Regions from separate parts of the Mus musculus genome. Here regions 2 and 3 are each linked to region 1. The links are chromatin contacts, called in public HiChIP or PLAC-seq and promoter capture Hi-C maps. All regions are on one chromosome and are shown on one strand. Each heading gives the region's core, a stretch centred on a gene start, on an enhancer-like site or on the middle of the called end of the contact. The rest is flanking DNA. Distances are from core to core; before and after follow the strand shown. Region 1 holds the start of Pdp2 (pyruvate dehyrogenase phosphatase catalytic subunit 2). Region 2 has its middle 19 kb from the start of Ces3b. Region 3 holds the start of Bean1 (brain expressed, associated with Nedd4, 1).

The links. Promoter capture Hi-C pulls out the DNA fragments that hold promoters and counts their contacts. HiChIP or PLAC-seq counts read pairs in DNA pulled down with a chosen protein or histone mark.
Region 2: a contact with region 1 is called in an H3K27ac HiChIP or PLAC-seq map of embryonic stem cells, with 4 times the contacts expected there. The contact joins the enhancer-like site here to the promoter of Pdp2 in region 1. A contact is called at or near these places in 4 of 39 promoter capture datasets (the 3T3-L1 cell line, the C10 cell line, hippocampal neurons and 1 more), 4 of 484 Hi-C or Micro-C datasets (the AML12 cell line, B cells, muscle stem cells and 1 more) and 1 of 115 datasets of contacts at active chromatin or transcription factors (embryonic stem cells).
Region 3: a promoter capture Hi-C map of pre-B cells shows a contact between it and region 1, with 5 times the contacts expected there. The contact joins the promoter of Bean1 here to the promoter of Pdp2 in region 1. A contact is called at or near these places in 5 of 39 promoter capture datasets (the 3T3-L1 cell line, hippocampal neurons, pre-B cells and 1 more), 2 of 484 Hi-C or Micro-C datasets (embryonic stem cells and olfactory sensory neurons), 1 of 115 datasets of contacts at active chromatin or transcription factors (pancreatic cancer cells) and 1 of 9 other capture datasets (pancreatic islet).

The regions. Positions count from the first base shown.
Region 1 is chr8:104,589,999-104,592,851 of GRCm38.p6, reverse strand. Pdp2 (pyruvate dehyrogenase phosphatase catalytic subunit 2) reads right to left here and starts at 1,380. Exons shown (of 2, transcript NM_001024606.2): 1 at 1,257-1,380.
Region 2 is chr8:105,101,531-105,104,383 of GRCm38.p6, reverse strand. No RefSeq gene overlaps it. Among named protein-coding and RNA genes, the nearest start is that of Ces3b, 19 kb to the right of the region's middle. Within about 2 kb of position 1,498, at least 7 of the 459 cell types and tissues checked have an H3K27ac peak or open chromatin away from gene starts, as enhancers often do. A contact at or near this core is called in embryonic stem cells, where this site is marked.
Region 3 is chr8:104,169,135-104,171,987 of GRCm38.p6, reverse strand. It overlaps Bean1 (brain expressed, associated with Nedd4, 1), which reads right to left and starts at 1,475. Exons shown (of 5, transcript NM_001141924.1): 1 at 984-1,475.

The DNA.
Region 1 (2,853 bases), core at 131-2,630:
TTCCTGTGTAATTTGTATTGGTCATTGTTGTTTTGTTTTGAGACAAGGTCTTACTTTGTCACCCTGGCCAGCATGAAATTCACTGTGTAGGTCAAGCTGTCCTCAAAATCAGAGATCTGCCTGCTCTGACGTTCTCAATACCTCATGAGATTAAAAGTGTGTGCACCATGTCAAGATTTCACAACGTTCTGTAAAGACTTAATAAAATACGACACTTCTGAGCCGTCACAGTGCTATCACGCCTTTAATTCCAGAATTCCGGAAGCAAAGGTGAAGAGGCAAGCTGATCTGTGAGTTCAAAGCCAGCCTGATCTACATTGCAGACTGTTACTTTGCTTGACAAAGTAAGCCCATGGGAATGGGGGGGGGGGGTTGAAACTGGGAGTGTGGGTGCACGCCTTTAATCCCAGCACTTAGAAGGAAAAGGCAGGCAGAATTTGAGACCAGGTACACAGAGAAACTGTCTCAAAAATCAACAAAAGGAGGGAGCCACTATTTTTGTCCTTGGGATACATTCTGTACAGATTTTTATATCATTGGGCCAACTACTGTGAACATGATTTCCTATTAAAGGCAATGTTTTCAGTGATAGTACTATTTATGGTTTTTGGCATAAACATTCACAACTACTGGTGACTTGGAGCTTGTTTCCACTAACCTGGTACCAAATTACATGGCATTTGCAGTCACCTTTCCCTTACTTATTTCCAAAACCAGTAGGTCAAAGGGTATAAACGCACTGTCAAACCGATTTCCCAAAGCCAATACCCATCCCGCTGAACTTGGGACAGATGAGGTCGGACAGGGGCAGATGGCCTCAGACGCCCCTTGACCCTGCAGAAAGGACAGGCAGCTGTGCGCAATGAAAACCATTCGCCTCCAATGGGACAGAAAGAATTTAGCACCCCTAAAGAAACCAAGTCTCTTGATTTCTTGGCTGGACCGCAAGGCTCTAAGAAATCCCAGCCCCCGTTTAGTGGCTGAGCCTTGGCTTTCCAAGGTGTAAGAATCCAGTTGCGACGTCCAGCTCACCGGTGCTCCAGTACTAAGGAAGCTGGTGCAGAGAACCGGCTAAGCAGTCGTCTCCTCCACCAGTGCGCGGGCCCACGTGGCGCGTGCGCGCGAGTGGGGTGACCATGACCAGGGGCCAGCTCGTCCCGCCCTCTCACCTCATCCCCCTCTCCGCCCCATCACCTGAGGTACCCGTAAACTAGGCTAGGGAAGGCGTCCGCACCCCGAATCGTCCCCTTCCTTACCTCGTATCCTCGTCCTCTCCTCCCCAGCTGGCGCCGCTGGCACTCGGCGGATCCTCTCGGCTCACTCTGGTCCTGAGCACAGTTCCGCGGTTGCTGCGACTGGGTTTTACTTCCCTGGAGAGGCCCCCAGTCGAGGAACCAGCACCAAAAGAAATATCCCTCCCGCCATTCCTGATTGGCTTATCCTTGGAGGCGGGCCCTTGACGGACATTGAGATTACCCAATGGATGAGGAGGGCAAAAGGAAGGCAGAGGGGCGGGGCCGGGAGGGGCCACCCTGCACTCTACCCCCTGGGGTTACCCGTGGCTTTTGTGCAGCCGCTGCGCCAGTAGGTCGTCACGTGGGGCTCTTCCCCAAGCTTCCCTTATCACCACACCCTGCAAAGCCAGAACCAAGAGACCTCTCCAGTTCTTTACAGTTCATTCTCACATAGATTCCTCCCGGGTTTTGTTCCGTTCCCTCCAAGCCTCTCTCCAAAGTGCCACATCTTTATTATCTTTGGACACCTATCTTGAAGGCTTTATGGACACTCTAGGTTCTACTTGCCCTGACCTTATCTTCCAGTCAAACCTGCTTTTCTTCCTAAACCAGCAATGGCTTCGCCGGCCCCAGAAGACCCAAGTCCAAACACCAGGGTCAATTTGATGCTTCCCTTACTGTCACACACTTTAATCCTGTCATTCCCACCTCCTAAGTCCCTTCCCACCCATCCATTTGCCAATGCCAGACTCCAAAGCCTTTAAGGCCCCCTACTTCCAAATTACACTTAGTCCCAACCGATTTTCCTTCCTTTACAAACAGCTAGAAGGAACCTTCTAATACTCACATTTCTGATCTAAAGAGTTCATTGGCTCCTTACTAACCACCATTTTGAATTCTCAATTACATTGGCCTCTTAGCGACAAGTGATGTTAGCCGCACCTTTACTTGTTGGTAGCTTGGGAGAGCCAGAACCAGAGAGGTCCAGAGCTTTCCCTCCTTGCCTTCTGGTCCTAACAATAGCTGAGTCTGGTCTTCACCTTATAATGTGTGAGTCAGTAGAGTCCTTTCTTGAAGTCAAAGAGAGATAAGAGATAGCAGAAAGGTCTGAGAGTGCTGTCTCTGGAAAGAAAGGCAAGCTGGTTTACCCAAAGTCACGTCTGAGGTAAAAGTGTTCCTGCTGTATTTCTGTGATGTGTCCCCTTACTGGGCCTCAGGCCTCTCAAGGAGGTGGTTGCTTGGGAGTGTTTTGTTTTATTTGTGTTTTTGAGGTAGCATCTCACTAGGTAGCCCTAGCTGGTCTAGAACTAGCTATGTAGAACCGGCTGGTCTCCAATGTACAAAGATCCACCTACTTCTGCCTCCCAAATTCTGGGATTAAAGGCGTTTGCTAAATCCCTGTTTTTGTTCTGGGTTTTGCTTTGGTTTTGTGATACTGAGGATTGAACCTAGAGCCTCCTGAATACTATCAAACACTATCATAGATAGATCTTCGTTACTCTACCCTGTCCCCCTCTCCCCTCCCATCCTACCCTACCCCTTCCCCTTTTTATGCCTTGAGACAGATTCTCACTAAGTTGTCAAAGTCAATCTTGAACTTATGTCCTCCTGCCTCAGC
Region 2 (2,853 bases), core at 249-2,748, 510 kb before region 1:
CAAGTTCCGACAGGGGGCAGCTTAGAACCTTGTGAGGGGGCAATACTACCTGAGAAGAGGATCCAAAGGGCAAGAGAAACCAAAGGCCTAAGAGATAGAGGATCAATGGGAAGGGACACCTGTGAGCCAGGGCAAGGAAGAGGAAGGAGATTGATGCTATCTCCAAGTAGCAGGATTAATGTCCCTTTCAGAGCCTCATCTTGTCCTTGTTGTGGTCTTAGGAACTAGATAAAGTGGTACAGAAATGAGTGTAGAGATGGTTTGTAGTAGGTTAAAATGCCAAGGTGGGTGAACAAGGGGGCTACAATCACATTAGGGAAGGAGATTGTACAACAGTGACAGCTTCAGTTCCCCAAGAAGAGCAGGGACTCCCATAGAACAATCAATCAGCCATTCAGAGCATCATCGTGGGCATCTTTGGCCTGCTATAAACTCCAAATTATTTCTTGGTAGAAGACGCCCATTCTACTAAGCATACTAAAATTGTGACGACTCTAATTGACTCAGTTCAGTAATCATTAACTGGAAATGAGAGATCCCTGGAATTCGTGCCTGTAGAGAGGACAGTGAACATTTGCCGAGCTTTTGCTGGGTGCTGATCTAGGTGCTTTATGGATGATCATCTTTCAAATGCTCATGGAAGACAGTATAGGACTACATCACATTACAAGTGGAACAAATGAGCAACTATAAAGACCACAAAGAATTTGCCTAAGTATTAAGCAGAGGACTTGTTTACCTACACTGCAAAAAACTTGAACAACAACAACAACAAAAACAAACTAGTCACTTGTTGGGGTGAGGGTGCTGGGGGGAAGAAGCAGGTGGAGTTTGAGGCCAGCCTGGTCTACAGAGTGAGTTCTAGGGCAACCATGGCCACACAGAGAAACCCTGTCCCAATTACATACAAACAATCAAAACAAAAAACCCAAACAAACAACTGTTGTGTTTATAAAAAGATAGAGAGACAAGGCATATGTTTTGGTTTCAAGCTTCCCTAGCCTTGAGCAAGCTAAACAGACCTTGAGTGGGATGAATTAGCAAAAGAGAAGGAAAATGCATATAAGTTATTTCAGAGCTCTCCTAGGGACAGGAGGAAATTGAGAGACATCCTACTTCCTCTCTGGCTCCTACTGGAGATATCCTTCATTCAGGTTATGCCGCAGACCCTCTGGGTCCCTCTGTCTGCATTGAACAGGTTTCTGGGTGCAGATGGGCAAGGAGTCGGCGGGTGACAGACAGACCAACACGCGAGATTGTGTAGAATCTGAATGTATTGTCACAAAGTGAACACCAGTCTTATATAGTACAGAAAATAAAAGGGGTAGGAAGTCACAGCAGGCAAAGTACATTGAAGTCGCCTGACACAAAACAAAGGAATGACTTCAAAGGATTTACAGGAACCAGGTAAATGTTTACAGTAAAGAAAAAGCAGTCCTACCTAGAGTCAGCTTAATGACAGGTAAGGATTTCACACTCTAGTGTTATTCCTTTGAGCCTTGTGAAAGCTAGCACCAGGGGGTTTTGCTAATGCAATACCACACCCCCCTATTTCCTAGGCCTTAGTAAATTCTTATATGAGTGTAACTTTTAAGTATCTGAAGAATCTCCATTTGTCAGAAGAATTCACCAACTTGCTTCTAATATGCAATATAGCCTGTACTGAAGATTTCTATCTCAGTGGGATTCCCAGGCTCTATTATGGTATTCCCTTGTTTGGGTGAGATTTGCTACTGTCCTTAGTAAATACTTTGCAGACCATCTCTGAGCTGCTGGCTCCGTCTTTTGTAATGCTTAATTAGTTACTGAATAGGTAACTTCCTTACTGCATTCTTAGAGGATTCCAAGCTCCTTGGCTTCTGGAACCTTGGAACACTGGTGGGAGACTTAACTATATCAGAATTTAATCTTAAAAAGCACTTATAATAAAATAATACTAAAAGAGAGCACGTGGATCCATTCACAGGACTAACATGGGAATAGGGTATGAGTATATGGGTTAATGAGAATGCCAAAACTCCAGGAGATGAGTTTCCGTGAAACTCTTTGCCTCCTGAGTGGCTTCTAGGCTTTTCAGCCGGTCAAGCAGACTTCATTGGAGGGTGTGGCAAGGTTATATCTAGGTCCCTTTGGGACATCAAGTTCTCTTCCCTCTCTGTCAATTGTCTGTCATTGGTGCACCAATCTGTTCATGTGCATCAATTTATGTCTGTTATGTCTGTTTTTGTTTCATTTTTGAGTGATTGTTGTTCTGTGTTTCATGTTTAAAAGAAAAATGGGTAAAATTTTATCTGCTGGATGTCTACCCCTTGATTTTGTTTAACAACTTTTTTTTTTTTTTTTTTTTTTTTTTTTGGTTTTTTGGTTTTTTTGAGACAGAGTTTCTCTGTATAGCCCTGGCTGTCCTGGAACTCACTTTGTAGACCAGGCTGGCCTCGAACTCAGAAATCCACCTGCCTCTGCCTCCTGAGTGATGAGATTTCAGGCATGCGCTGTAAGACCCCCTTTCGGGGACCCCCACTCTAGTCTCGGGAGTGTGAGAGCACCCAAAGAAACACGAGGACCCACTCGCTGTAATTACATGAGGACGTTTAATTACGGAGCTCCGGACCGGCATGAATCCCACACAGGAGATAACAGATGCCGGCCACGAGGCTCGAAAGCCAGGGGCTTTTATGGGGTACGGGGCTTAGGGGTGTGGAATTCAGCATAGCGACACACTATTGGCTTATTCAAACATTAACAGAAAGAACACAGTGCATCAGGACTTTGTTCCTGTGGGCTGGGGGCTTATCTTTGTTCACATAGCAACCAGTTGATGTATGACTTTTACCCGGCGCCAAGGGGCAATAG
Region 3 (2,853 bases), core at 226-2,725, 420 kb after region 1:
GTCTACTAAACAGAATCATGCATACGTTTCAAAGAGGGAAACTGAGTCACTCAGTGGTGAAGTCATCTAGTAAGCAGTCCTTATCACTGAGGAGAGTCTAGAGGGCCGTCTGTTGGCCCTCAGGTGCACTTGGACTCTTAGAGTTCCCCGATTCTCTAGTATGTCACTTGTGCTCGTCCCTTCCCAGGCTGGGTTTGGCTGCCCATGCTGGCACAGGGGTGGCTGAGAAACGTAGCCCAGGGTCGATACTACGCACCTGTCCCTAGACTACAGAGCCCGAAGGACAACCAGGAAAGGAGGAAGCGGGGGGGGGGGCAAGGGTGGGCATTGCCGAGCTTGGGAAGGGGAGAGTGGCAGGTACCACTTAGTGCTGCGTAGTCAGAGGAACTGCCACCTCGGATTCAGCTTCGGGTCCTTTGCAAGGGACTGCACAGGAAAGTCTTCCTTATGAAGGGAGAGGGTAGGTGGGGGGAGCGGCAAGGATGCTCTTTCTATCCTAGGTAAGACAAAATGAGGCATGGTCCAAGTGACTGGGCCGTTGAATTGTCAAACTTCCTGGCTTAAGGTGGTGGGAGAGGGTTCAGGCTCAAACTCTGTAAAACCCCAGTCCCTCTCCTCTCACCCCAGACAAGAGTGTGCCCTAGTATCTTTTCTTGAGTGGACTGGTCAGCGACCCTCCAAACCGAGGGCACAGGGCTGGGGACCCTGTCATGGGCTTGCATCCCGGGAGGATACTCGTCTGAGACTCAGGCAGACCTCGGATTCCTCGCGTTTCCCCGGGGATTCGCGGGTCCCGGTGACCCTCTCGGGTGTGGGGAGGATGCGGGATCAGGAACCGCAGGAGTCTCGGGCAAACCGCTCAGTTCCTCGCGCGCTGAGGTTCCGCTCGGGACCACGTCCCCCGCCGCCCAGCGCGTCCCCAGCTGCGTGCATAAGCAGCGGTACCCCCGTCTGCGGCCCTCCCCGCGCCCCGCGCCCCTTACTCGGCTTGGCTGCGGCGCTCCGCTCCGTGCGCCGCAGTGCCGGCTCCAGCTTCGGCTCCAGCTCCGGTCCCGCTCGGGCTCCGGCTCCCGCTCGGATGCCGTGGCGCTCCGGCTGGGCTGGGGCGTCCCAGCCGCTTCGCCTGGGCCTGCTGTGCGTGCAGGGGCGGGGCGCACCGGCGGGGCCGGGCAGAACGGACCCGCGCCCTCGATCCGCGGGCAAACAGCCGCCGGCGGTCTCCGGGGCCCTGCCCTGCCCTGCCCTGCCCTGCAGCAGGAACAGCAGCCCCGCCCGTCCCTCCGTCGCGGTCCCCGCGCCGCCGCTCGTTCCACCGTCACCCTCTTGGGCCCTCCTCGGCGGCGGCGCGGCTCCCCGGTCTCAGCTCGGTGGCGCCACGGCCCGGGTCATTGCTGAGATGGGGACGCGGAGGAGGTGGGAGCGGCGAGCCGCGCCCCTCTGCGCACAGCCAGCCCGACACCCACACAGCGTCGGGCAGCGGGCAGGCGGGCGGGCGGGGCAGGGCGGCGGGGAGGCCGAGGGATGTAGGGAGGCCGGCACACCAGGAGGACTTGTGAAGGGTGGACAGACAGACACGTGCAGAGAAGGGTGAACCAACCATATGTCAGAGATGGACAGCCAGAAAGGTTGGACAGAGGCAAGAGCTAAGGGCAGAAGGCAGGGTAGAGGCAGCAGAAGGGACACAGGCTGCTGCTGGCCTTTGGTTTGGGCAGAGGAGCCCGTCAAGGCCACTGGTTCCCAGCTGTTCGAATTCTCTTCACGTAGGCTTGACCAAGGCCTTCAATTTGAGCTATCAGCAGGCTTATTTTCTTCTTCCCTTGCCCACCTGATGCCCTCTGTCCTGGTGCTCAGTCTTGGCAGATGCAAGCCTACCTTGGAAGATGCCTGGCTCAGGGGAGGGACCTGGGCTCCAGCTCCTTCCCTGTATGCACCCCACTTTGCGGCCTCTGGCATGCCGCAGCCCATTCCTAGGCCTGTTATTATTACAAGGTCTCTGCTTATCGCACATTTAAATATGCTGGTGTGCTCTACAGTTACTGGTAGAATCACTTGGAACATTTACTCATCAGGGAGAGTCCCTCAGGGCTGATACATCTTAGTGAGACTGCAGGGGTCTGTCCAGGGTGACAGTTGGTAAATCTGACCAGGGAATCCATAAATTGAGTTGTTGCCAACCCTCTCCAAGCCCTTACTTTATTGATGAGGGAGCTGAGGTTTGAAGAAGGAAGGACACCTGAAACTCTGACGCCTGCCACTGGCTGGAAGGCAGTTCTTGAAAATAAAACATGATGACAAAGAGTTGAACATGTTGATGATAAAAACCTTGGGGAAGCAGAGGAGCCCTGGGGACCTTGTGGAAGAGACTTGAGCCAGCTGCAGGCGCCAACTGGGAGGTGGGGACAAAACAGCCTCCAGGAGAAAGCAGAAGGCTTTGTACCTCAGCTTTGCTAGGTGTGGAGAGTCAGGGTTAGAGCCCCTCCCAGCCTCTGTGGGCAACCGTTCATTTGGGACTCAGCATCCTTGACTGGCTTCCCTTCTGAACACATAGAGGGGTTGATCTCAGCTCACTGGGTCTGTTTTGGGGGTTGGGGGGGGGGAAGCTTGAGCCGTTTGAGCAGCGAGGTCAGAAAAGGCTTGGGTGGGCCCGTTGTCCAAACCCAGACATTTCATTTATTTTGTGGACAAACAAAAGACCAGGATAGGTCCAAACCAGGGAGCTAGGACTAGAGGCCACAGCTCTGCCCACTGCACCAAGACTGGCCATGACTCAATGAACAGACATCAGTTGATCCAGACAAATCTTCCAGCTGTTGAGTGGTCACTCTTTGGCAGGCCTGAGTGTCTATGTGTTTT